Regions from separate parts of the Mus musculus genome. Here region 1 is linked to region 2. Evidence: chromatin contacts called from public HiChIP or PLAC-seq data. All regions are on one chromosome and are shown on one strand. The core of a region is the stretch at or near the end of the contact, and the rest is flanking DNA. Distances in the headings are between cores, read along the strand shown.

Region 1 (5,709 bases), core at 972-3,471, 320 kb before region 2:
GAAAGGCAACAGGATTGTCTTAGTCAGGGTTTTACTGCTGCGAACAGACACTATGACCAAGTCAAGTCTTTTTTTTTTTTTTAATTTATTGGATATTTTCTGTTATCCCCTTTCCAGGTTTCCCCTCCAAAATCCCCCTACCACTCCCCCCTCTTCTTGCCTCTATTAGGGTGCTCCCTCACCTACCCATTCCCCCTTTCCTGCTCTGGCATCCCCTACACTGGAGGATCCAGCATTCACAGGACCAAGGGCCTCTCCTCCCCACTGATGTCCAACTAGGCCATCCTCTGCCACATGTATGGCCGGAGTGGTCCAGTCCCCGGGAGCTCTGGGGGGTGGGGTGGATGGGAGGGTTGGCTGGTTGATGCTATTGCTCCCCTCACAGGGCAGCAAACCCCCTCCTTTCCTTCAGTCCCTTCTCTGACTCCTCCATCAGGAACCCCGCACTCAGTCTAATGGTTGGCTGTGAGCATCTGCTTCTGTATTTGTTAGGCTCTAGCAGAGCCTCTCAGGAGACAGCCATATCAGGCTTCTGTCAGCAAGCACTTCCAGGAATCCACAATAGTGTCTGGGATTGGCAACTGTATATGGGCTGGATCCCCAGGTGGGGCAGTCTCTAGATGGCCTTTCTTTCAGTCTCTGCTCCACACTTTGTCTCTGTATTTCCTCCGGTGAATATTTTGTTCCCCCTTCTAAGAAGTACTGAAGCATCCACACTTTGGTCTTCCTTCTTCTTGAGCTTCATATGGTCTGTGAATTACATCCAAGTCAAATCTTATAAAGGACATTTAATTGGGGCTGACTTACAGGTTCCCAGGTCCCATCCATTATCATCAAGGTGGGAACATGGCAGCATCCAGGCAGGTATGGTGCAGGAGGAACTGAGAGTTTTACATCTTCATCTGAAGGTTGCTAGCAGAATGCTGGCTTCAAGCAGCTAGAATGAGGGTCTTAAAGCCCTCACCCACAGTGACACACCTACTCTAAAAAGGCCACACTTTCTGATAGTGCCACTCCTGGGCCGAGCATATGCAAACCACCACAGGGATGAAAGCCTTTCTGTTGCACGACCACCCAGTCAGTTGCTCTTGCTTGGTGATTTTGATGCTGCCATCAGAACTGCTGGTGGCATTCTGCAAACACATCTCAGGTTTTACACAGGCAGGAGCTTCTCCATTAAGAGAGACACTGCCAGGGTACAAAGTACAGGAATATTGACCTCTTGAAGTAGTGGCAAGCTGCTTTCCAAAGTGGCTACACCAACTCATACCCAAATGTCAGTGTGAGCGGCCTTGGGCTCTGTGCACTCTGATGTGTCACACAGCAATGAAAATATAATGAAATATAGTGGGAAATATAAACCTTAGCAATGGCAGTAGGTGAAAAAGGCAAACTCCCCAAGGAAGGAAAGGACCACATTCTTTATAAAGCCCAGGAAACAGCTGGGGAGATGGGCTGCATGGCTATACTGTGGGGTTATACAAAGATGAAACAAACAAAACTGTACCACAAGGGACTGGCAGAGGGAGCGTGGCACACCCACCCTCACAGCAGAGCGCCTTGTAGTTCCACATTAATGCTTATAATTTCTCTTGATGTAAAAGGCCTATTCAAAATGCCCAAAAGGGGCTGGAGAGATGGCTCAGTGGTTAGACTGCTCTTCCAAAAGTTCTGAGTTCAATTTCCAGTACCCACATGGTGGCTCACAACCATCTGTAATGAGATCTAATGTGCTCTTCTGGAGAGTACTTACATATAAATAAATAAATAAATAAGTAAATAAATAAATAAATCTTTTAAAAATATGCTCAAAAGATGGAAGCAATCTGGGTACCCACGATGGATGAAGAAACAAAGGCATTCATTCATACAATGGGATGTTATTTGTCCATAAAAGGGGAAAGGATTGTGACATACTACAACAGGGACAGACCTTGAGGATACCACACTAAGTAAGTATACTCACAAAAAACCACATCCTGTCTGACTCACCTTATCTGAGATGTTTAGTCAAACACAGAAAAACAGAGTGTCTGGCAGGTCAGGGAAGAGGGCTCAGGAGTTATTTAGTAGGTAGTTTTAGTTTTGCATGGTGAAGATGATTCTAGAAACTGTTTGCTTAGCACTTTTAGTGTATTTTATACCATTGAACTGCACACTTGAAAATGGTCGTAGTGGTATGATGGTCAGCCTTCCATTTTTTCCCCTGTATTTATTTGTGTGCATGGTGAGGAAGGGATGACTGCATGTCCACACACATGTGGAGGCCCAAGGCCAGTGCGAGGTGTTTTCCTATAGCATTCTCTACCTTTAGTTTTTGAGACAGACTCACTCATGGGACCTGACACCCATCCATTTGGCTAGGTTGGCTGACCAATGAGCTTGAGGAAGTCTGTCACTCTTCGCCCTCACCCTACCTCAAGGCTGAGGTTACAGGCATGAGCTGCCATACATGTCCCGGAGTCTCCAAAGTCAGGCCCTAATGCCGGACTGGCAGGCGCTTTGCTGAGTCATCTTCCCATCCCAGCTTGTCAAGTTATAGTAAAATCCCGGAGATGATCACCTTAAAAAAACAGGAAGTTCATCCTGGCTCAGAGCTTTGTAGGTTTCAGTCGGGAAACCTCATGGTAGTCAGGAAGCAAAAGAGACAGGGAGGACAAACCACATATCTCCTTCAAGGACATATCTGCATTGACGAAACTTCCTTCCACTACCCACCCCCATCTTAGAGTTTTATGTCTCCCCAAAACACTGTAGACGAGGGACCAGGTCTTTAACATAATGGACCTTTGGGAAATATTCACACATATGAGCCTATGGTGGCCATTCTCACACAAACCACCGCAGAATATATTAAAATGTGTCTATATGTATCAATAATGAGGTTCCATCATGAACCAGGTCACTACTCAAATCCAGTTCTCTGTTAGTAAAGTGGGAAAAAAATATCTGCTTTCAAAGATCTCTGCCAGAAATTATGAACTATTTTAGAATTTTCAGTAAAGCTGAAAACATCATCTGTAATAACTGTTTCCTCCTGTTACTTTCCTAAAGCTCCAATTTAAAGAACCCTCCTGGGGCTGCAGCTATGGCTTGGTGGCAGAGTACACACTTGTTCAATTCTCGGTACCAAGCAAACAAATACACAGCCCTTCCAAGAACAGCTGTGCATAGAACCTGAGCCAGGAAAACTCCTGTTGCAAGTTCAGTGAGATTTCTGGCACTTAGAAGACACAAACAAAATTTGCTCACTAGTTTGGGAAGGAGTTGGCTCTGCTGGTAAAGTACCACACAAACACGAAGACCTGAGTTTGGGACCTCAGCAGCCACAAAAAAAGCTAGTCAAAGTGATGCATACCAGCTCTGGAGAAGTGGGGACTGGCATTTTTTTCTAGAGCTGGCAGATGTTTGGTGCATACTCCTGTCTCCAAGCCTATGCCCATGGTAGGCATTGCTAATCAATCACAGAATAGTGCACCAGTAAGCCTGGTCTATTTTAGAATCCTTTCTTACATAGTTCTCTATGCAGCCATTCTATCAGAGCACAAGATAAACCTTATTTGCACCCTCTATGCTTCAGTCAGGAGTCTCTAGAGCAGTAGTTCTCAACCTGTGGGTCCTGACCACCATGGGGGTCGCATACTAGATATCCTGCATATCAGATATTTATGATTCACAACAGTAGCAAAATTACAGTTATGAAGTAGCAGCAAAATAATTTATGGTTGGGGTCATCATAGAATGAGGAAATGTATTAAAGGGTCATAGTGTTAAGATAAAAACCACTGCTTGAAAGAACAGACTGATATATATATCAAACAAATGAGACTTGTCCTAAGTACTGCCATTTTGTTTTCAGACTCAATTTGATCATATTAAATATTTTATCATACTAAATTGATAAGATAAAATTAAGTTCAAGTTCCTAGACTCTAGGGGACCTTTCCATATGGCTATCCAATTTTCTCCTTATTCTTTTGTTCCCCAAAAACGTAATGGTTGTTCCTAACCACTAAAGAACAAATTATTCTGACTGATGAAAAATTGTAACTATAGCATGGTACAGATGTTTGTGGGGTTCAAGCTTACAAACTCTATAACAACGTGGCTCAGGGGGTCACAGTCCAGCTCCCAAGTCGGTTCTGCAGCCCTGATCAATCAGTAGGTGCCTGAGTACAAGATATTTTTGTTATCTGCTTAAATACTAAGATGAATGTGTGCAACACAGTTAGCTCCCGAGTCTGTGCTGTTGCCCCTGACTGGTCAGTTTTTGCTGCCTAATTCAAATAAAGATCTTGCTTTGCTGGACTCTTGTGCCTGTTTGGGTTGTTTCGGAGTTTCAGACCCAACAATATAGGTGGTATATGTATATGAATGTATATGTGTGTATATATATATTATCAAAAGGGGATTTATTAGAGTGGCTTACAGGCTGTGGTCTGACTAATCCAACAATACTGTGTCCTGACAGAAAGGCCAAGAACACAGCAGTTGTTCAGTCCATGAGGCTGGATGTCTCAGCTGGTCTTCAGTATTCATTTGAATCCCAAAGAAATAGGTTCTAAAACCAGGAAGGAATGGCTCAGCAGCAGGATAGATGAACTTGCCAGCAAGATCAAGGGCAACCAGGCAAAGAAGCAAAAGTTTGGTTATTCCCTGTCCTTTATGAGGCTGACTCATCCAAGGTCATATGAGAGCCAGCATGTCCCCCTTCTTCTAAGTACCAGTCCCCTTGAGTCCACTGCTTTCAGTGTTCAGATAGAACCTGAGCCAGGGACATTCCCCTGTGTCAGTTTCAGTGAGCTTTCTGGCACCTGTAAGACGTTTCCTCCTTATAGAAAGTTATAGCTTATAATGGTTGGACAGAATACTAATGTATCAATGGACTCTGTGGGTCCGCCTCCCCTCTACAGTTCTAACAGTGACTGGATACTCTCACTATCACAGGAATGGCAGCCATGCTGTCTCAGTGAGCAGAACTCAGCCTCCTCAGCCTGTCTGTGGACAGTGTACTCTCTGTCCTTCTGTTAGGACTGCTGCTCCCACTGAGGCCTTCCACCGTGAAGGGATGAAGCATCCATGAAACTCTTCTGGCGCCTCTCCCAGTCCAGCATTTTTCAGAATGTATACCACCACCATCAGACCTGGGGCAGGAACCTCCCCCATAAATTCCAGGCCCCTTTGCCAGCCTGAGCAGTTTTCATGTGATTGCCTAATTTGGCTCTTCCTATCATCCCCATCCACAAATTGTCATGGCAGTATTCTTCAGGCAAACCTACAAACTCCAAGTTGTCAGATAAATGAAATGAGATAAAACTACAGGAATCTATAAACTAGTTTGTGTGCAGTGACTGTGGAGGCTGAAGCGAAGATCTGGTGCCTTCTGAGGCTGCCTTACTGAGGATGCTAGCCAGAGCTGGGGATAGCCAACAGCAACTAAATACCTTTAGTGCCCCACACTAGCAGCCTATTAACTCTGAATGGGCACGGGCTAACATCTTGTCCCTCCCTGAATAATGAGAGGATGTCTCATAACCTCTGCCCAGCTAGCTGCCTAGATTCAACTTAGCATCAAGTGGGCCAGCCTCTTTTCCAAATGGAAACAGCATTCCTCTCTAGGGAGCCCCAAGGAAGGCTTGGGAAGGAACTGGTCTGGCCTCATTCTTTGCACAAGAGGAAGTAGGGCTCAGGTAACACTGGCCGCAGAGG
Region 2 (6,103 bases), core at 1,781-4,280:
TGAAGCATCTGGATTCAGTAGAACCCTCTCATGTGGTAGGGAGCATGACAGAAAGATGGCTCACTTGGGAAGATCTGTTTTGCAACTGTTAATTAGGAAGAGGCTTGACACCTCATTCTCCCTTCCTGCTGTTTTTCCTTCCAGTAAGGCAAACCGGATGCCTCCTGTGAACCCAGGAGGTTGTGAGCTGACTGGGTTATACTCTGTAGCTCAGGTTGGCTTCAAATTTCTGATCTTCCTGCTTCTAACACCCGAGTGTTGGAGTAACAAACACAAGTGCCAATCCCTAGCTTGGCTCTCAACATATATGTTCTCTAACATAGAAACAACCACATATGAAACACGTTCTGTCCAGAGTTTTGATGGGGGCAGGAACTGTGTGAGCTTTGGTTAAAAGGAAAGACAGCTCTCAACCCAGAGTACCAACAAAGATTTCCTGGGGAAGTCTAGAAGCCATACTGGGAAGGGTGAAAGGGGTTCCACCATGACAGGAAAGAAAGGGGTTAGGGGTGCTGGAAACATGTGGAGCCCATGGCAAAGCTGACGACCTGATTCTGTCCACAGAAACTAGAGGTGGAAGGAGAGAACTGACTCCTGAAAGTTGTCCTCTGACCTCCACATGTGTGCCACAGCGCGCGCACACACACACACACACACACACACACACACACACACACACACACAAACAAACAAAATGTGAAGAAAGATCCAGGATATTTGGGTGCACATTTGTAATCTCAGCTCTTGGGAAGCTGAGACAAGAGGACTTCCTTGAGATTGAAGTAATGTGCTAAGTTCAACTCTATCTCAAAAACTAGGAAAGCCAGAGAGAGAGAGAGAGAGAGAGAGAGAGAGAGAGAGAGAGAGAGAGAGAAAGAAAGAGAGATTACCTTCGTCTACTGAATAGCTGTGTGTTCTTGGCTAAGGCATCTAACCTCTCTGTGCTTTAGTGCTTTATGGATACAGTGGGAAGGAGACAGGAAGCTCCTGGGAAATCCTTTCCCCATCTCCTTCCCTTCCTTTCATTCATGACCAATTGCCAGAATCAAATCCTTCCAGAAGGGGAAGACAATAAACGTAGGTAGGACGTATGGTCATAAATGCTTTGGAGAATCTGGTGAGGAAGAGAAGAAAGAATGCGGAGGGGGCTGGAAAACAATCTCAAATAATTTGGTCAGGGGAGGCCTCACTGGTCAGATGGCAATTGATCAACTGCTTGAAGCTCTGTGGCTATCTAGCAGGAGAAATATCCTCTGAGCCCAAGGAAAAGTGTGTGCAATGGCCCTGGGGTAATTACAAGCGTCTAAGGTCCAGCAAGACGGCAGTATGGATAGAATGAAGTAAATCTCCACAGAAATTGCTTCCAAAGATATAATCCAACTGTCAAGGAATTCCCAGCCAGTGTGTAATCAGAGATAACGGGAACCATTTTTACTCCTGGTGTTAGCAGCTGGCAGAGTGTCTGAGGTGACCAGTGTATCTGGAGGCTGTGCTTGGCTGGGCCAGTTGGCTGTGTATGACACAGTGACTGCAAGGATCCCAGAAGCTTCCAGAAGCTTCTCCTTTGACGCACAGGCCTTACAGCTCAATCTGAGCTCAGTGGGTGTGACACGGAGCTGTACGCTCTGCAGTCACAGCTTTCTGGCACTAACACAGCCACCAGCCATGTGCTGAGTCCTCGGTAAGGGTTGTAATTCAGTACTTGACAAAGCAGCTGACATCTTAGTTTTGACCTCCAACAATCCCTCTGCCTTGGCTCTCCCCTGAGTCTACCAGCCCAAAGATTATCCCCTTACAGCTTGAGTGGAGGAATGGCACAGCAAAGCCCCTGGAGTCTTGGGTGCACTGGTTGAGGTGAGGGTGAGTGGGAGTGGGCTCTCAGTTCCTCGGAGAGAAAAGTTATTGGCTGGGAGGTAGGAAAGGAGACTGGGAGCTATGAAGTCCAGGCCAGTGGCAGGAGGTCAGCCAAGCCTTATCCAAGCTCCTTTGGTACAGCTTGATAGTGCCACCTTTGTGTCCTATGTGATCAAGAATGACATGGTGTGGCCCCTGTGTCCTGGGGCCTCAGAAAGACAAGTCACTGGTTTGCGGAAAGGACCTGTGCTGCTGCTGGGTGGAGGAGAGAATCTTTATGGTATATAACACTGCTTCATGTGTGTGTGTGTGTGTGAATGTATATGAGTGTGTGTGTGAGAGAGAATGTGTGTGTGATATGTTTGTGAGAGAGTGTGTGCATGTATGTGTATGTATGTATGTGAGAGTGTGTTTGTGTGTGAATGTGTATGTGTGAGAGAATGTGTGTGTGATATGTGTGTGAATGTGTGTGTGTGTGTATATGTATGTGAGAGTGTGTTTGTTTGTGTGTGAATGTGTGTGCGCGCATGGGTGTCTGTGTATGTGTGTTGGCTAGTGGAGGACATCAGGTGTCCTTCTCTATCACTCTCTACTTTATTCCCTCGAGACTGGGTCTCTCACTGAACCCAGAACTGGCTGATTAGCTCTGTTGGCAGGCAGCAAGTTGCAGATGTCTCTGGCTCTGCCCTTTGCAGTGCTGGGGCCACAGGCATGTGCAGCCACATCCTGGCTTTTTAGGTTTTTTTTTTTCTGGGGATTCAGGCACTTACTTATATAGTAAGTGCTCTTACTCACTGGGCCATCTCCCAGGCCTAGTGAGAAGCACGGCTGGGTATGCAGTCACCCCATGCCCATTTCCTTCACAGCCCTTCCAGGAGTTCAGCACAATTCAGGAAGACATCAGATTAACCAATATCACATTCCTCCCACCTCCCAGAATGGGGACACCCCTCCCCCCCGAAACTGAGTCCATTTAGGATTATTGACAAGTGTGTAGACTTAGATTCTCCCAACAGGATGATTGCTCAATACTAAAGAATTAGTGCCATTGTTCCCTCTTTAGTCACTACTGTGAGGTCACCAAACTGCCACACCCAGACAGAACAAAGATGTGCAGGAATGGCTAAAAGGGGGTTCCACCTCCCTTAGCCTGAGGCTGGACACTCCCCTCTGACCCCTCCAAGGCTCCTTGGATTGGCTGCCGATCAATCACCCCACTCCTCCATCCTGCTAGGCCTGCCAGTCTAGCCTCATCTGGAAAGAATAAAAGCAGAAAAGACAAGACCATGGTCCCCCTAATGCAAACCATTTGTGCAGTCAGCAGCAAATGGATGTGATTCACAGAGATGTGGCAGGAAAAAGGCAGATTGGGCTCATTCTCCCCTGGGCATCCTTAAACTTTCTGGAAGCTGGTTCTCGGCTGCTCTCCATTCCTCGCAGCTGGACTGTGTATACATTGAGAGGTTGGTGGTTTGTAGAAATTCCAACTGGATAAGTTAGACACTGCCTTAATTTCTTATAGGCCATGGCCCAAGATGCAATAATAGACCTGACACACCCAAGAATATTGACAAGAAACTCAATAGTTATCCCGTTGGGTGAATCATAAGCTCCTTGAGGTTGGAAGCATATATAATTGGCTTGGCATTTATCATCCAGCACACAGTTTTAGCTTCACCCCTTTCTAGGCTCTCTTCTCACCACAGGCCACCTAATTCCATCATTTAGACTGACCCCCCTTTCTGGCCCTGGCTGCTGAATACTCTCTTGCCTCAGAGCCTCTGCATGTGCTGTTTCTAGAGCCTAGATTGTTGCCCCTCTTCTATCTGCCTAATGCACCCCATTACTTCTGAGTGCTCAACTTAGACATGCTATGTTCAGGGAAGTCAGGTCCTCTGCTGCAAATTTTCACTATGTCCTGCTGTTGAACCTGCTGTTGTCACTGTGCACTGTCTCATGTGATTCACTGACTAGTATCTGTCTTCCTGTCCACACAGTCTGCTTAGTAAGGACAAGAACTAGGTCAACATATGACCACTGGTATCTTGAAAATATGGAAGGGTTACATCAACATTTATTGAACACCAGGTACACACACACACACACACACACACACAGAGAGAGAGAGAGAGAGAGAGAGAGAGAGAGAGAGAATCTCTCTTATTACATAAAAGTAAACTGAGACCCTAAAGTGGCCAGGAGACCGAGCTCAAGGTGGGAGACTTTGGGACCAGAGGGAGACTTTGACTTCGGCTCCTCCAAGTCTCGTATCTCAGTGTTCTTTCCATCTGAATTACAGCTGTGGATCCAGGGATTGGCTGGAGTTCGTGCTGACTCAGTGTGAGAGACAGGGTCATCTCTGTATGTCAGTGAGGCCAGAGGCTTGCTGTTCCCACGTGAATCAGTAGAGCCCTTACCTGGAGTCAGTCCCGGTGGCAGCTTCTTGCTGCTTCACTTGGGGCCAGCAGCTATCCACCTGACAGCAGCTGCTCTAATCCTTGGGGCTAGTCCCACCCTGTTGGGCCAGGAACGGAAGAGGGAGGCTTGCCTGGGCCTGTCCCCGTTGGTTACAGTTATGCCCCTGCCTCTCCGTTATGTGCTCTCTAAAGCCAGCCACGTGCACAGCAACTGTGCTTGGGGAAATTGCCCCCAGGTCCTGGTTCACAGAATTGCTGGGAAAATGGCAGCTCTGAGTCCACATGAAAGGCATTCTTGGAAAATGTCTCTCCCGCCCCCCCTCCTTCCCCAGCTGGAGAACTTTTTGCTGAGTCGGTGCAGCAATTGCAGGGCCTCGGATGGGTTTAATAAGAGGAGGGAGCTGGGCTGCACTTCTTGATTGCTCCAATCTGTGAAGAACTGACTTAGTTCTCCGGCAGTTTCCCTGCTCCCATCATCCCCCGACTTGCAGAATGACTCTGCTGTGACAGTTGCTCACCAAGTTTCTGACCAATGGATGTGAATAAGGAGATAGAAAACGGCTTTAGATTGAGTACTTCCTGTGCACCTGATGCCATCTTGCACCTGTGTGTTACTATGGCATGGCATTTTGCCTGTTTTGTTTTGTTTTGTTTTGTTTTGTTTTGTTTTGTTTTGTTTTCAGGGAGGGGAGATTGAGACAGAGTCTTCTGAAACCCAAGCTGGCCTTAAACTATGTAGTTGAAGACGATCCTCTTGCCTCCACTTTCCAAGTGCTGGGGTCACTGTGTGGCAGCATGCTTTGTTTATTTGGTCCTGGGAATCAAACCCAGGACTTTTTGCATGCTAGGCAAGCACTCTACCAACTGAGCCACATTCTCACTTTTGAGTTTTGCCTATTCTGAGACACAGCCCCATGACAGGGATAGTTAACACATCACCTTAGGGCTGTAGTTCCAACAACCTCGCCGTTCTGTGGAGGGAGCAGCATTAGCCTCTCCATAGCCACGTAGGGCTGTGGAGCACTCAACATGTGGCTAGTGCCAGTGAGAAATGAATTGCATTTGCAATTTCCCTGGACTTCAGTTACATACACTTGGTGGCTACCATACTTGATGATGTGTTTCTAGCCTCATGGTATTCTGAGTGTGATCCACCAGCAGCCATTTGAGTGTGGTCCACCAGCAGCCATTTGAGTGTGGTCCACCAGCAGCCAGCGCCAGCATCAGCCAGCTGCTTGCTAGGATGGTGCTTCAGTCCAGGCCCATGGAATCAGATTCATTTTAACAAGATCCCCAGGTGATCTTCAGGCATGCTCACATATGAGAAGCAGTTCCCGGAGAAAAGCCAGGAACAAAGCTGTGGGGAATTTTAAAAAGAGAAGAGAAGAGAGGCCAGTGGGCGGGGAGAAGAACACTCGAGGTCTCTACTCATTTAGCACAGAATTCTCTTTCTGCTCACTGAGGGTTTTCAACTCTGCCCTTGACCTTGACTTCAGGGTTTTCCTCTCCAGCCTACAACACAGAGAAACAGCTAGCACAGTGAGGACCATCGACACCACCTCTACCACAGTGCACAAGCCCCCTCTTCCCACTAAGGGCTCCATGAATGCAGAGCTAGGGCTCGGATATCCACCATTCCAAGACCACACTGCAGGCATTCCACAAGCCAGGGTAACCTTCCAGAATTTCATTTTCAGATACATGTTAGTGTCTGGTATAACGAGACACATGCTACACGGCGATGAAACACAGTGTTCAGACTGAATAATAAAATGCTTTATGGACAGGCAAATTTTATGTCTCCCTGTAGGGAGATAAGTTAGTGTGGCATG

The links. HiChIP or PLAC-seq counts read pairs in DNA pulled down with a chosen protein or histone mark.
Region 1: a contact with region 2 is called in a FOXA1 HiChIP or PLAC-seq map of pancreatic cancer cells. The contact joins two enhancer-like sites.

What each region holds. Positions count from the first base shown.
Region 1 is chr9:55,122,738-55,128,446 of GRCm38.p6, reverse strand. No RefSeq gene overlaps it. Among named protein-coding and RNA genes, the nearest start is that of Ube2q2, 24 kb to the left of the region's middle. Within about 2 kb of position 2,221, at least 57 of the 459 cell types and tissues checked have an H3K27ac peak or open chromatin away from gene starts, as enhancers often do. A contact at or near this core is called in pancreatic cancer cells, where this site is marked.
Region 2 is chr9:54,800,013-54,806,115 of GRCm38.p6, reverse strand. No RefSeq gene overlaps it. Among named protein-coding and RNA genes, the nearest start is that of Crabp1, 38 kb to the right of the region's middle. Within about 2 kb of position 3,030, at least 106 of the 459 cell types and tissues checked have an H3K27ac peak or open chromatin away from gene starts, as enhancers often do. A contact at or near this core is called in pancreatic cancer cells, where this site is marked.